Regions from separate parts of the Sus scrofa genome. Here region 1 is linked to region 2. A link is a contact called in public targeted proximity ligation data. All regions are on one chromosome and are shown on one strand. The core of a region is the stretch at or near the end of the contact, and the rest is flanking DNA. Distances in the headings are between cores, read along the strand shown.

Region 1 (6,620 bases), core at 932-3,431, 77 kb after region 2:
TCTCTGGGCAGGGAGACCATTAGAGTTGATTACCTCACAGCAGAGATTCCACATGTGACCCCTGGGGTCAGATCCCTGGGTTCAAAACTCTCCTCTGCTAGTTAATTAGCCTCTCTGGCTCAGTTTCCCCATCAGAAAAATGGGAACTTAATAGTAGATTCTAAGTAGGATTCTGTGAGATGAACAGCCAAGTACTTCCTTAGCACAGTGACTGAAGAGTAAGCTCCCGCATTGGAAGAGAGATATGATTTCATTTTTAAAACAGGGATAGACTTAGCATTTAGGTTAAGCTTATTTTTACAGCCACGTTTGAAAACTGGTGGTTCGGATTGGTTTCACTCATTGCCTCCAAACCTGCCTTGCTCTTGCCACACTCTCCTGGAGGCATCAGATCTCTGAGTTTCCTGGGGACAATTTCCGTGTCTGAGTCCATTAGCCCTAGGCAATGGAACTTCATTAAGGGGAGTCTTTTTGTGTCCAAGGGGCTCCTTTTCCCAAGCTGTACCCTACCAAGTCCCCAGGCTCAGTAGACTGGCTCAGAAAGTCTCACTGAGCTCCTGGGAACCAGCCTGCTGGGAAAGCAACTCCCTTGTCTAGTGGGGCCATATGCCCTCTTCCCATGTGCATACGCCCAGCTTTTTCTCTCCCCTCTTTTATATTTGCTCTGCCTCCAGTCTGTTCCCCACCGCCCCACCCCCACAACGAAAAGTGCTATCAAAATTGTATTTATTTATTTATTTATTTATTGTCTTTTTGCCATTTCTTGGGCCGCTCCCACGGCATATGGAGGTTCCCAGGCCAGGGGTCGAATCGGAGCTGTAGCTGCCAGCCTGCGCCAGAGCCACAGCAACATGGGATCCGAGCCACATCTGCGACCTACACCACAGCTCATGGCAACGCCGGATCGTTAACCCACTGAGCAAGGGCAGGGATGGAACCCGCAACCTCGTGGTTCCTAGTCGGATTCATTAACCACTGCACCACGACGGGAACTCCATTATCAAAAATTTAGAATCAAGAGTTCCTGTCCTGGTGCAGCCGAAACGAATCCGACTACGAACCATGGGGTTATGGGTTCGATCCTTGGGCTTGCTCAGGGGGTTAAGGATCCGGCGTTGCCGTGAGCTGTGGGGTAGGTTGCAGAGGTGGCTGGGATCCCACGTTGCTGTGGCTGTGGCCTAGGCCAGCAGCTGTAGCTCAGATCGGACCCCTAGCTTGGGAACCTCCATATGCCACGGGTGTGGCCCTAAAAAGACAAAAGACCAAAAAAAAAAAAAAAGTGATTTAGTTTGTTGCCTTCCAACCAATGGCAGCATCCATCATCCATCTTGAGAGAGTCAGACAAAAGCCACAACGTGGGGTCCCGGAAAAAGCCTTTTAAAAGTACCAGGGGAGGGAGGGCACAGCCTGGCCTGCGATTGGGAGCTAGGGAGGTTTATCTCTAGTAGAGAGAAAACCCTCAGCCTAGGCACTCAGGGGGTCTTGGGAGAGGAAAGAGAAGCCAGGCCTCTGATACAGAAGAAGCCTACCCCTCCCACTTCGGGGAGAGCAGCCCGCAGCGCAGCGGTGGCCGGAAGTGCTGGGCTCTGGGGAGGCTGAGTGGGGAGGGGCTGCCTGAGAGCGGGGTCTCCCTGCTGGCCTGGGATATTTATAGCACCTGTGTTTCTAGACCTGTCTCCACCTGGATTTGTACGGTCTGCGGCTGCAGCGTGTGTGGGGAACGAGGCGGGCACATTTTGCTGCAAGGGCCAATTCTCGGCCTTGGGACTCTCTAGCTGGAAGGGAAGTTACAAAATCAAAACAAGGGGCCATCTGGGGGAACACCAAGGCAGAGCGGCGCTGCTGTGCTGCGTCTGCAAAGCAGTCGGCGGTGAAACCCGGGGCTTTCCAGCCCCACCTAGTGTTGCATTTACCGCAGCCGTGGGCGTGGGTGAGGCAGGTGTGGGCGGCGGGGGAAGTGGATCCCACCCTGCCAGTCTCCAGGCGGCTCTGGCTTTCCCTTTCCCGCTGTTCCTCCAAAGAGTTAAAGGCTGGAAGAATGTTCGCTCTCCTTGGGGAATCTCACTTTGAAAGAGGAGCCCAGAGAGCACGTGGTGGCCCATCCTCTGTTCAGACCAGCACGGAGAGTCCAAGTCTGCGGCCCCACCATCTAGGTCCGCACCCTCAACTTCTCCTAATCACTACATGCCTGGTTGCTCTCAGACTGCGATGACATCATCTAAAAAAATGAAATAACTGTCCTTTGGGCTTTTCAAGGACCTAGAGGGCAAAGAGTCCCGAGGAAGAGTCCAACGCCGGTCCTTGAGGCAGCCATCCACTGTGCCTACCCCTAAAGCTGCCCTGACGACTCCACCGCCACTTATACTGGTGTAGAGGCCCTGGGCAGGCTGGGCCGAAGATCCAGGAAAGTTAACGATGGCAGCCGCAGATACCCAGAGAATCGAAAACATCATTGACATTACTCTTCTCTTTTAACCTCAGGGCGGCACAAATGAGGCGGCATTATTGTTAGGGTGACCATTTCACAGGTGGAGAAACTGAGGCTTAGAAAGGCTAAGGGATGTGCCCCAAGGTGACGTAGCAAGGGCCACCGTCAGTTTCAAACTCTGATTCTGGGGACCCGCAGGGGGTCGCGGCGGCTGGGACCACGGAGAAGAGAGGGCGGGCGCGGGGCCGGAGCAGTTCCGGCGGTGGCGGCAGCCGAGCGAGGAGGAGCTGGGGCCCAGGGACACCGCGCAAGCCCGGGGCCGCTGCAAGCCAACGGCTGGTTTGGTGGCCCGGGACGAGAGGTGGCCGGCCGGGGATCCGGAGCAGGACGGCGAGGCTGAGGCAGCTGCCAGACACGGCTGGTGACTGGCCCGCGCCGCCGGCCCCCACCTCCGGGCCGCGCTGCGGTCGGGCAGCGAGCAGGCCACATACCGCGCGGCGCAGAGGAAATGGCTGGAATTCCTCCCGCGGCGCCTCGCTCGGGCCTCGGGGCGGGCGGGGCGCTGGCCAGGGCTGCCCGGGCTCCCAGCCTCGGGCACGGAGAGGGAGTCCTCCCTTGGGAGCGCCGCCGCCACTCACTGCCAGCATCGGAGCTCCCAGGGCACGTGAAAGGGCGTAGGCTCGTCCCCGGCAGAGACTCCCGCGTCCTGCCCAAGTCTCCTGCCCCCTTAACCTGTCTGTGGCTCAGGTTATCTGGGCTGCCCATCTGGGGGAGAGGTCCTGCCCCCTCCCCGCTGATCTGGCATCAGGCCGCAGGCTCTGGGGCTGCACTACACGCGCAGCACGCAGCACGCGAGCGGCGCCGCAGAGCGGGAGCCTGCTGCTCCAGGCAGTGAGGCCTCTGCAAGGTCCAGCCTACGCTTTTTGGAAAGCCCTGGCCACGGATATCTCCAAATGTTCTAGGCTATTTAAATGTTTGTTAAGTGAATGAATGAGAATTGGGCAGCACAGTACAAACAGAAGCAGAGACCAAAGGAAAAGCAGAGCAAATGGAGATCCTGCTAGAAAGCCTTTGCTTCCGGCAGACGCAGAGAACGCACTTGTCTACGCCTGTCCGGCCTTTCTCGCCTCCCACCCCAAGGCAAGTCCAGGCCAGAGCGCCCTGTACTATTACTTCCCCGAGACCGCTTTGACCGTCACACCTTGATCCTAACCTTAATCCCAGGGCCCATTCTCACGCTCTTTCCCTGGTTTTAGGCTCTGAGTTTGCTTGAGTGATAAACGCCCTTTTCCCGCTCCTACCTTCCCCCACCTCCACATACTTCCCACCCTGGCCCACCTCCTTTCTCCACAGAGGGCTCAGGAGGGTCTGATTCCAGAAGTGCGGCTGTCCACCCATTCCGAATGGGACTGGGTCACAGAGGGTGGTGCCCTGGGACCAGGATGGCGCTGGCTATGTCTGCTCCCCACCCTGCCCTCCCTTCTGTTTCAGGTTGGAACAGGGCAGCGTCATGGTTTCTCAAACTGATCCACATCTCTGAGTCCCAAGTTATCAGCTTAAACTTCCACCCTCTCTAGGGGCTTCTGAGTAGCCAGACCTAAACCTGGGGAGGGACTCTCCTGCAAGGCCCTGGCAGGTATTAGGAGGCCAGAGGCAGGCCTGTCTTAATGCACTTGCCTCTCCTCAGGCAGGCCTGGGGTGGGGGGCGGGGGAGCTGAGGGGAGGAGGGTGGAATTGGAGAGGGGCAGGGAAGGAGGTGTCATTTCCAAGCCTGCCCCTGGACACTTGCCCATGAGGAGCAGGCTCAGGAGGCCTTGGCAGTCCCTTCATACAGACACAGGCAGACAGAAACACAGACAGCTCACAGTGATAGTCTTGGTTCTGGGAATTTTGGAAATCAAAACCCCTACATTTTTCACAAGAAAAAGGAACAGATTTTGGCATCTTTGTTCCAGAAACAGGAACTGACCAAGACAGTGACCTCTGATGATCACTTCCTCATCTTGGTGTTCAGAAGCTGGCGGGTTCCCTCAGCCCTTCTATTTTCTTCTCTAGGCAGGAGCCCCAGTGTTTTAGGGGAGGGAACGGAAAGGAAAGGAGAAAAGCATAGCAGAGGGGAGGGAGGCAAGGAGGGGAGATATTTTATTTTCATTTTATTTATTTATACATTTATCTATCTTTTTAGGGCCACACCCTCAGCATATGGAGGTTCCCAGGCCAGGGGTCGAATCGGAGCTATAGCCGCCGCCTTACATCACAGCCATACCAATACCAGATCTGAGCCATGTCTGCGACCTACACCACAGCTCATGGCAACACCTGGATCCTTACTGCATTGAGTGAAGCCAGGGATCGAACCTGCGTCCTCATGGATCCTAATCAGATTCATTTCCGCTAAGCCAAGATGGGAACTCCTATTTTATTTTTTAATTAAAAATTTTTTTCCTGTTTCTTTTTACGGCTGCACCTGCGGCAAATTGGAGCTTTAGCTGTCGGCCTATGCCACAGCCACAGCAATGCCAGCTCTGAGGTACATCTGTGACCTGTGTGCCAGCTTGCGACAACGCCAGATCCTTAACTCACTGAGCAAGGCCAGGAATTGAACCTGTATCCTCATAGAGACAACGTCAGATTCTTAACCCACTGAACCACAACAGAAACTCCCAGGAGGGGAAATGTTTTTCAAGTGTGCCCTTGAGGATTGAGGAAGCCGGGAGCCTGATGAAGATGGGTTTGGGGTTAGGGCCAGAGGGCACTCATTGGGTGCCCAGTGTAGCTGTTATTTCCATCTCCTGGAAAGAAAACTCACATTGTCTGTCCCTAGACTCTCCCTGGTGGTCTAGTGGTTAGGATTCGGTTCTGTGGACCTGTGTCTCATAGCACTGAAGTACAGCAGACAACCTTAGCCGTATCACCTCCTCTGCATTTACTGAACCCTCACTGCATGTGAAACAAGTTGCTAGATACCAGATGAATAAGAGGGAGACTTTTCCCTTGCAGAGCTTAGAGTTGAATAGGAGGAACTGGCATTCAAAAAATAAAGCATTCAGGTAATGAAGCTGACAAAAGCAATGGCTAAGAGAGGCCACATCAGGTTGGGGTGGCATTTGAAACGTCTTAGGAAGAGGTAACATTTGAAGTGGGCCTTGAGAGGCAGATGGGCATTTGTCGGGTGGAGATGGGGAAGGAGGTCCTTTCCAGGGCAGAGGAAGCTCAGCAGTAAAGGTGCAGGGGAGGGAAAGTGCGAGCATATCCAGGACACTGAGGATGCAAAGCAAAGATGCATATAAAGGAGTAATGGGAGAAACAGCTGGAGCAGGAAGTGGGTCCACTTTGCAGCTGGCCCCGAGGGCCAGACGGAGGTATGTAGGATTCCTCAGAGGGCCATGAGGAAGCCTTGACTGGCAGTGGCCTTACAAACACAGCACCATGTGTGGCTGGCAGCTCAGAGAAAGGAGTGAAGCAATGGGGAGGACGGCAAAGAGATGAAAAAACAGCCAGACCCATCCATGATAGCTCCGCCAGACTGTTAAAGTGCTTTATAGTTCCGGCCCCTGATATGTGCAGCTGATCTGAAATTGGTCCCACTGAGTAGATCTTTGTTGGTTCAGGGTTTTTGCTGCAAAATTCAGCCTTGGTTGCCCCCTGGGAGCAAAGCGAGTCTTGAAGGTGGTACCTGTGTTCGTCTGTGAAATGACCAGAGCAGCAGTCCCTGTGGGCAGTCAGAGGCCTTCCTCTCCTCGGCAGGCTAACAGCGGTGCCCACACTGGCCTGGGGAGCATGAGTGGGTGAGGCTGTAGGTTTGGCCTCTGACCTTGGGTGTAGCATAAGACCGTGGGGGTACCTCAGATGGGGGCAGGGAGAGAGAGGCAGCCAGTCTCCTAAGCAGCCAGGGTGGGAAGGGGTTGGAGAGGAGGTTCCAGGGGCCGGAGGGGCACTGGGCAGAGGTCTCTGGATCAAAAGTTCCCTGAATAGACCCAGCCGAACCCTCTTCCAGCTCTGTGCCTTGGTCCCTCACAGAGCACTTCTCATGTAGGGCAGGAAGAAACTTTCTCAGCAGTAGCAGAGAGGGTTTATTTGTTGTGAAGACGACAACAGCAATGTTGATGAACAATAAAAATGTAACATATTCTGAAGTAAGTTCAAACTTACAGAAAAATTGCAAGAGTATAAGCAACTCTCTTAGTTCCTT
Region 2 (6,770 bases), core at 2,204-4,703:
TGTTCCCTGCTGGCTCAGCAGGTTAAGGATCAATCCAGTGTTGTCACTGCTGTAGTTCAGGTCACTGCTGTGTGTTGGGCTTGATCCCTGGCCCCAGAACTCCCGCATGCAGAAAAAAATCCCAAACCAAAACCAAACAAAAGAACACATTTTACTTGATAACAAAAACGCCAAATTCCCAAAGAAGATTTGGCAAAATAGCAGATTGGCTTATCCATGTTACACTAAATATCAGTGATGAGAGAGGCAGGAACAGATTAATAAGCAGGAAAAGAAAGTGATTTTCAAAACCTTGCTCTAAAGACACTTTCTCATACAACTTTTAGGAATGTCTTTATCTTATCTGTTGATTTTCAAATTCCCTAATTTTCCCTAGGGTATACGGCACTCTATATCTTATTTATGTAATCTATAATATAATAAATAATAGCATAAGAAGAAACAAGGTAGCAAGAAATGAGGCAAGGAAAGACTCTTAATCCACATTAGATTCCTTAAAAGGGATGAGACTGTTAAGCTAGTAAGTTGGACCCCGTAGCCCATGCTAAGAGTTTAACACACAGAAATTGAAAACAACAAAAAGTTTTTAAGCTGGGGAGTGACAACAAAAATACTGTATTGAAAGAATAATCCGGTGGTCATATGCATAATAAATGAGAGTAGGAAAGATCAAATGCTAAGACATGGAGTTCCTGTCGTGGCTCAGTGGTTAACAAATCCAACTAGGAACCATGAGGTTGTGGGTTCCATCCCTGGCCTTGCTCAGTGGGTTAAGGATTGGGCCTTGCCAAGCTGTGGTGTAGGTCGAAGACGCAGCTCAGATTCTGTGTTGCCGTGAGCTATGGTGAGGGTTGCAGATGCAGCTCGGATCCTGCGTTGCTGTGGCTCTGGCGTAGGCCAGTGGGTGGCTACAGCTCCAATTAGACCCCTAGCCTGGGAACCTCCATGTGCCTCGGGTGCGGCCCTAGAAAAGGAAAAAAGACAAAAAAAAAAAAAAAAAAAAAAAAAAAAAAAAAAAAAAAAGCTAAGACATTAATTTCTAGACATTAAAAGAATTTCCTACAGTGGGTCAGAACACTTAAAACTACACCAATGGTTTTCAAACTACTGAAACAACTTTTTTGTTTGTTGTGACAGAGTTACACTCCGGTGAGTCCCACCCCAAAATCATCTAACATCATCTTATAGGTGCTACCACTAAACAACTGCTCAGAACACACCAAAAGAGCCCAAACCTCTTTAAGCACCAAAGTAGGTGTTAAAGTCCGGAAAGAAAGAAGGCCAGAAGGTAAAAGAGGTGACCTCATATTGGTCACACAACCCACTGTTTGCCTATACCATTACCACCACCCACAAACAGCTGTCTGGAGAGCTCCACAGCATCCTGGGAATTCTCCATAGTAACTCAATAGGGGTCTTGAATCCAGGTTAATAAACGCTGACATATAGTAACTAACATGGAGGGGGGGGGAGATTTTATAAAAACACAATTTTTTCCATAAGGAAAAAATATTACAACTGAAAGATACACATCCAAACATAAAAGTACTATAGTAAACAACAAAACCTTAAATATGAAACAAAAAGACAAATTAAGAATCTGAGACTGGATATCTAAGAAGTGTATATATACTATTCCAAAACTATCACATGATCAGATACAGTGACTAAGATTTATGATAACAAAGCAGCCTTAGCACAATTGTCAATGCTATACCTACCTGTTTATGCATCCCCAAAACTACTTTTCTCTAAGCTTATCTGACACAACCAAAATCCACACAGGCTACATTACCATCTATTCTATGAAAAAAAGATAGTATGTTTGTAAGTAACAATGCAGACTCACTGTTTATGCAGGAGTCAATAAGATCCTAAAAGTGAATAATGTCATGAAAATTGTTTACTATCTATCTCTCTTCCCTATAAGTTTCAGTAGGAATTTTTGTTTCTTTTGTTCACTGATATATTCCCAGTATGAAAGAAATTCCTTGCATCCAGCACTTGCTGAATATATACTTGCTGCATTATTAGATTTTCGTACTGGGAGTAACAGTTCATTTCAGCCACCAAAAGGCTGTCAGGAAAATTACTGTAATCACCATCCTCATACAAAGAGTTGTAATAACAGGTTCAGTTTTATTCAATCTACTTAAAAGTTACTCTTGAGGGTATTTTTTAAAACGGAAACTAACATTTTTTTTTTTTTGCCATTTAGTTATCACAGTTAATTTATATAAAGTATATAACACAGTTCCTGAAATCATAACTGAATAAATGTTAGTGCCTTTGCTTTGTCACTCTTTCAGAAAGTTATCCATGGGAACCTATTTCTTGAAATGTAGTCTATAAACTACTACATCCATGATTATTTCCTAAAGCAAGAATATTGAAGACCATAGACCAAATTACAGGACTCATACTCCAACAAAGGTACAGAAAAAGCAAGTATCTTAGAAAAGTACCACTTACACAGGTAACAGAGAGAGGACAGAAGTTAAAATGAATTCACTGATTTAAATTAGGATGACACCAGGAGGGCAAAGCTGACAATATTCTCTGAAGGCTTCAACTGCAACCAAAGTGAGCTTTATTGGTAGTTTTCTCAGGTGTATGAGAATAGGGGAAAAAAAAAGTAAATGTCATTTCTTTAAGCCATTTCCAAGAACTGGAGGATTACTGTGACCTGACCTCTATTTTTCTGCTTATACCTTGAAATAACATAAAAGGCTGGATAGTGGACTTTAAGATAGCCTTTTCCTTTGTTTCCAAAGCTTTCTATACTTTAACATCACAATTCTTATTACTCTGTATTTTAAAGGCCAACATCATAAGCTCCATAAGGACTATGTTTATAGCTGGAAGAATGCTGAGCCCATACCAAGCATTCAATAAATATTTCCTGAATAAATACTGCCTGAATACCCCACAGAATTATAAGCTTCATGAAAGTAGGGATTTTGAGTGTCTCATTCACCAATTTCCACTGCACTTAGCACAAATCGTGATTCAAGGAAGCTAATCAAAACCTATTAAATTAATGAATGTGTTTTCTGAAAAGGAAAACAGGAAAAAACAAGTGGACCATATGGGACTCAAACCTATAACCTGAGCCCCAGGATAGTATGCACTAAAAAACCAAGGAGTTTTACAGTGCTAAAGTTTCAGTGTGCATATAATCATTAAATTCCACTCACGAGCCTTCACAAAAATTTCAAGAAAAGAAGTCAAATATTGATACTTTCTCTGTCATTCTCTTTACTCTAAACTTTGTTTCCCAATACCCTATCTCAAATGATCCAAGGTAACAGATCCTAAAAATCAAGAAAATGTTGTTTGTGCCAAACACACATCCACACTAATTATAATTGGAGAGGATTAGACATAAGATGAATGCCAAGAGGTACTCAAAGCAGTCAAAGAAAATCAAAGGCTATGCCCTATCTAATCTCAAAACAGGATATCCTTCAAAGTTTTTTTAAAAAACAAACAAAAAACCCCTCCCACTCACTCAAAAACAGAAGTCAGTTATGACATTTTTCTGGAACAAATGGCTCAAAGAAAAACAAATTTTTTCATTTGCTCTGATGTGTCACTTAAAGATCAGCATTCTACTGTCACTTAATGATCAGTGTAAGCAGTTGTTCAAGACCAATATGCGAGAGTAAAAAAATGATTTAAAGAAAAATGTCAGCTATCAAAACTAAATAGAGTTTTATTTGAAAACAGAAAGTCATCTCAAATTTAGGAAGACGTCAACTTTGCAAAGTTAGAAAAAGTACATTATCTGGAAAAAATTTTAAAAAGAAAAGCGTGCGTTATTATGGAATATGACAATAACATAGCATAATTTGACTCTAACATACTAACACATCACTGATCCTGAGATTTATCCTAAAAGATAAAAACAAAAGAAACAAAAAAAGATAATCTTTTTATTTATTTATTTTATTTTGTCTTTTTAGGGCCGCACCCACAGCATATGGAGGTTCCCAGGCCAGGGGTTGAATCGGAGCTACAGCTGCCGGCACACACCACAGCCACAGCAACCTACCCCACAGCCACAGCAATTCAGGATCTGAGCCGCCTCTGCAACATACACCACAGCTCACGCAACGCTGGATCCTTAACCCACTAAACGGTGCCAGGGATCAAACCTGCATCCTCATGGATACTAGTCGGGTTCATTAACCACTAAGCCATGACGGGAACTCCGAAAAAAGATAATCTTAACAAAAGAAAATACAGGGAGCATAAAAGGTTTATAATTTAAATTATATACAAATCATCAGGCTGTGAACTAAAAGCTCAGGTATTTTATTAAGAGACATTCAGAAGTCTATTACTTTATTTTGAGGAACATCTGGTATTACGTTACTCATATATTACCAACATTAGCAATACTTACTGCGTATGATCCTATCCCTGTTAGGTACTACATTATACAATTTAAATTGGCATAGGCCTTGATCTCTGGGTTCTTTTTTGAGATCCAAAACAATTCTTATATAAGTCAAACCAGCTTTGTTATCGGGTTTCCTAGCCTACAGCCAATTTAAAATGGGAAATCAAAAGAAAGGCTAGACTAGAAACAATAACCAATCCAGTAACAATGAGCATCTCCAGAGCTTAGAGTACCATTTCCTGCCAAAAGGAACCACAACTTCTTAGACAAATAGCTGATTGCAGAATTGGAGCTGGAAGTGTAAAAGAAAAGTTTGAACACCTCATCACATCAAAAAGCAAGGAAGATGGATTTCCTATCATGGCTCAGCAGAAACCAATCTAACTAGCATCCATGAGGATGCAGGTTCAATCTCTAGCCTCACTCAGTAGGTTAAAGAGCCGGCTTTGCAGTGAGCTGTGGTGTAGGTGGCAGATGAGCCTTGAATTTGATATTGCTATGGCTGTGCCATAGGCCCGTGGCTACAGCTCCAATTCAACCCCTAGCCTGGGAACCTCCATATGCTGTGGGTGTCGCCCTAAAAAGAAATAAAAACAAACAAACAAAAAAACAAGGAAGCTAACAGAGCACTAGGACTAGGTCAAAGATGGGAAAATCTAAGCATCAAAATTTAGAAGAATAAAGGTAGCAGATCAAAATACATCAAAAATATAAAAATCTGTAAGTTTCAATTTAAAGGATAAACAAGAAACATGTTTAAAAAACATCAAAGGATGCAGTCAGTACTTGTGTTAAATGTTACAGGACAAAACTTTAACAAATTGCAAAAGAACAAAGGGAAGGGAAATGTAGAGATTAGAAGCCTTAAGAGACAGCAACCAAGTGCAATGTATATGGAGTTCCCGTGGTGGCGCAGTGGTTAACGAATCCGACTAGGAACCATGAGGTTGCGGGTTCGGTCCCTGCCCTTGCTCAGTGGGTTAATGATCCGACGTTGCCGTGAGCTGTGGTGTAGGTCACAGATGTGGCTCGGATCCTGCGTTGCTGTGGCTCTGGCGTAGGCCGGTGGCTAAAGCCCCGACTCGACCCCTAGCCTGGGAACCTCCATATGCCGCGGGAGCGGCCCAAGAAATAGCAACAACAACAAAAAAGACAAGTGCAATGTATGAATCTTGTTTAAACCTTAAACAAATCACTGTAAAATGACACTTAGATCAGGGATATTTGACTGGATATTTGCTATTAAGAAATTACTGTCCAATTTTAAGTCTAATTAATAATAATTAGAGTCCTTTCAAGAGATATAAACTCAAATATTATGGGTGAGATTTTTGAAAATAATAAAATGAGAAGGAAGGGTAGAGTACACTGACACTAGGTGACAAACGATAGCAAGGAAGACAGTTATAACTGTCTAGAGTCATTCAGTGTATGGAGCACACAGCCCTACACAAATTGCTCTAGGAGGCACCACTGCTATTACAGCGCAGAACAATGTCTAATGCTCATAATAAGCACCATCAGTCATCAATTTAACGTTAAGTTAAATTATGTTCTATATACACAGCTAAAGCAGATGTCCAAATAATGGAATACTATAAAGTTTATATATATACTTGCTGAGAAAGAAAGTTGGTCACAATATTATAAGGGGAAAAAAAAGTTGATTTTGCTGCTTAAATATATTTTCTCTAACCCAACCCCTCCAACACACACACCACCTAAGAGTATGTTGCTCTAAGATAACTGTTGATTGTTTAAATATAGTAACAGAATAAGAACAAACATAATCCTGAATGTCTTCCCACTCAGCAAATACCTTCAAGCTAATTTATGTTAATGGTCTAGTTCTTGTGTTTAACATAATGTTTAAGCATGAGATAAACTATTATGCAGCTACAAAATTATAAGAACTGTAAAGAATGTTCACTAACTTACAGTGACTTAATTCAAAATCTCACCTGAACCTTACTTTAAAAAAAAAAGGCTAGTTATTAGAAGCTGAATTGTACACCTGAATCACCTCATTGTGTCAAAAAGCAAGAGAGTCTTCAAAGAGTGATGGGAATATGTCAAAAGAATACAGAAGCCGGCATGAATGGTACTTACTAGCCAAAATGGGGCCAATTTGACCATCAAAATAAACAGTAATGGATTATAACCCACAGGAAAAAAATAAGGTATCTGAGGCCACACAGATATAAAGAAACCAATAAACTGAAGGTGTGATGAAGAACAGAATATTTACAAAGTTTCGAAGCACCACCTATAAAATACAAAGTTTTTTTAAAAAAGTAATTCTACAGTGGAAAGGTCTGCTAGACAGCACCTCAATTGAATGGTCAAAATGATCATTACTGGCAAT

The links.
Region 1: a targeted proximity ligation map of alveolar macrophages shows a contact between it and region 2. A contact is called at or near these places in 1 of 5 promoter capture datasets (liver), 3 of 47 Hi-C or Micro-C datasets (blood and liver) and 1 of 2 datasets of targeted methods (alveolar macrophages).

Annotation. Positions count from the first base shown.
Region 1 is chr3:98,216,415-98,223,034 of Sscrofa11.1, forward strand. No RefSeq gene overlaps it. Among named protein-coding and RNA genes, the nearest start is that of PKDCC, 49 kb to the right of the region's middle.
Region 2 is chr3:98,138,623-98,145,392 of Sscrofa11.1, forward strand. The region is part of intron 1 of EML4 (echinoderm microtubule-associated protein-like 4); the gene reads right to left. Among named protein-coding and RNA genes, the nearest start is that of EML4, 14 kb to the right of the region's middle.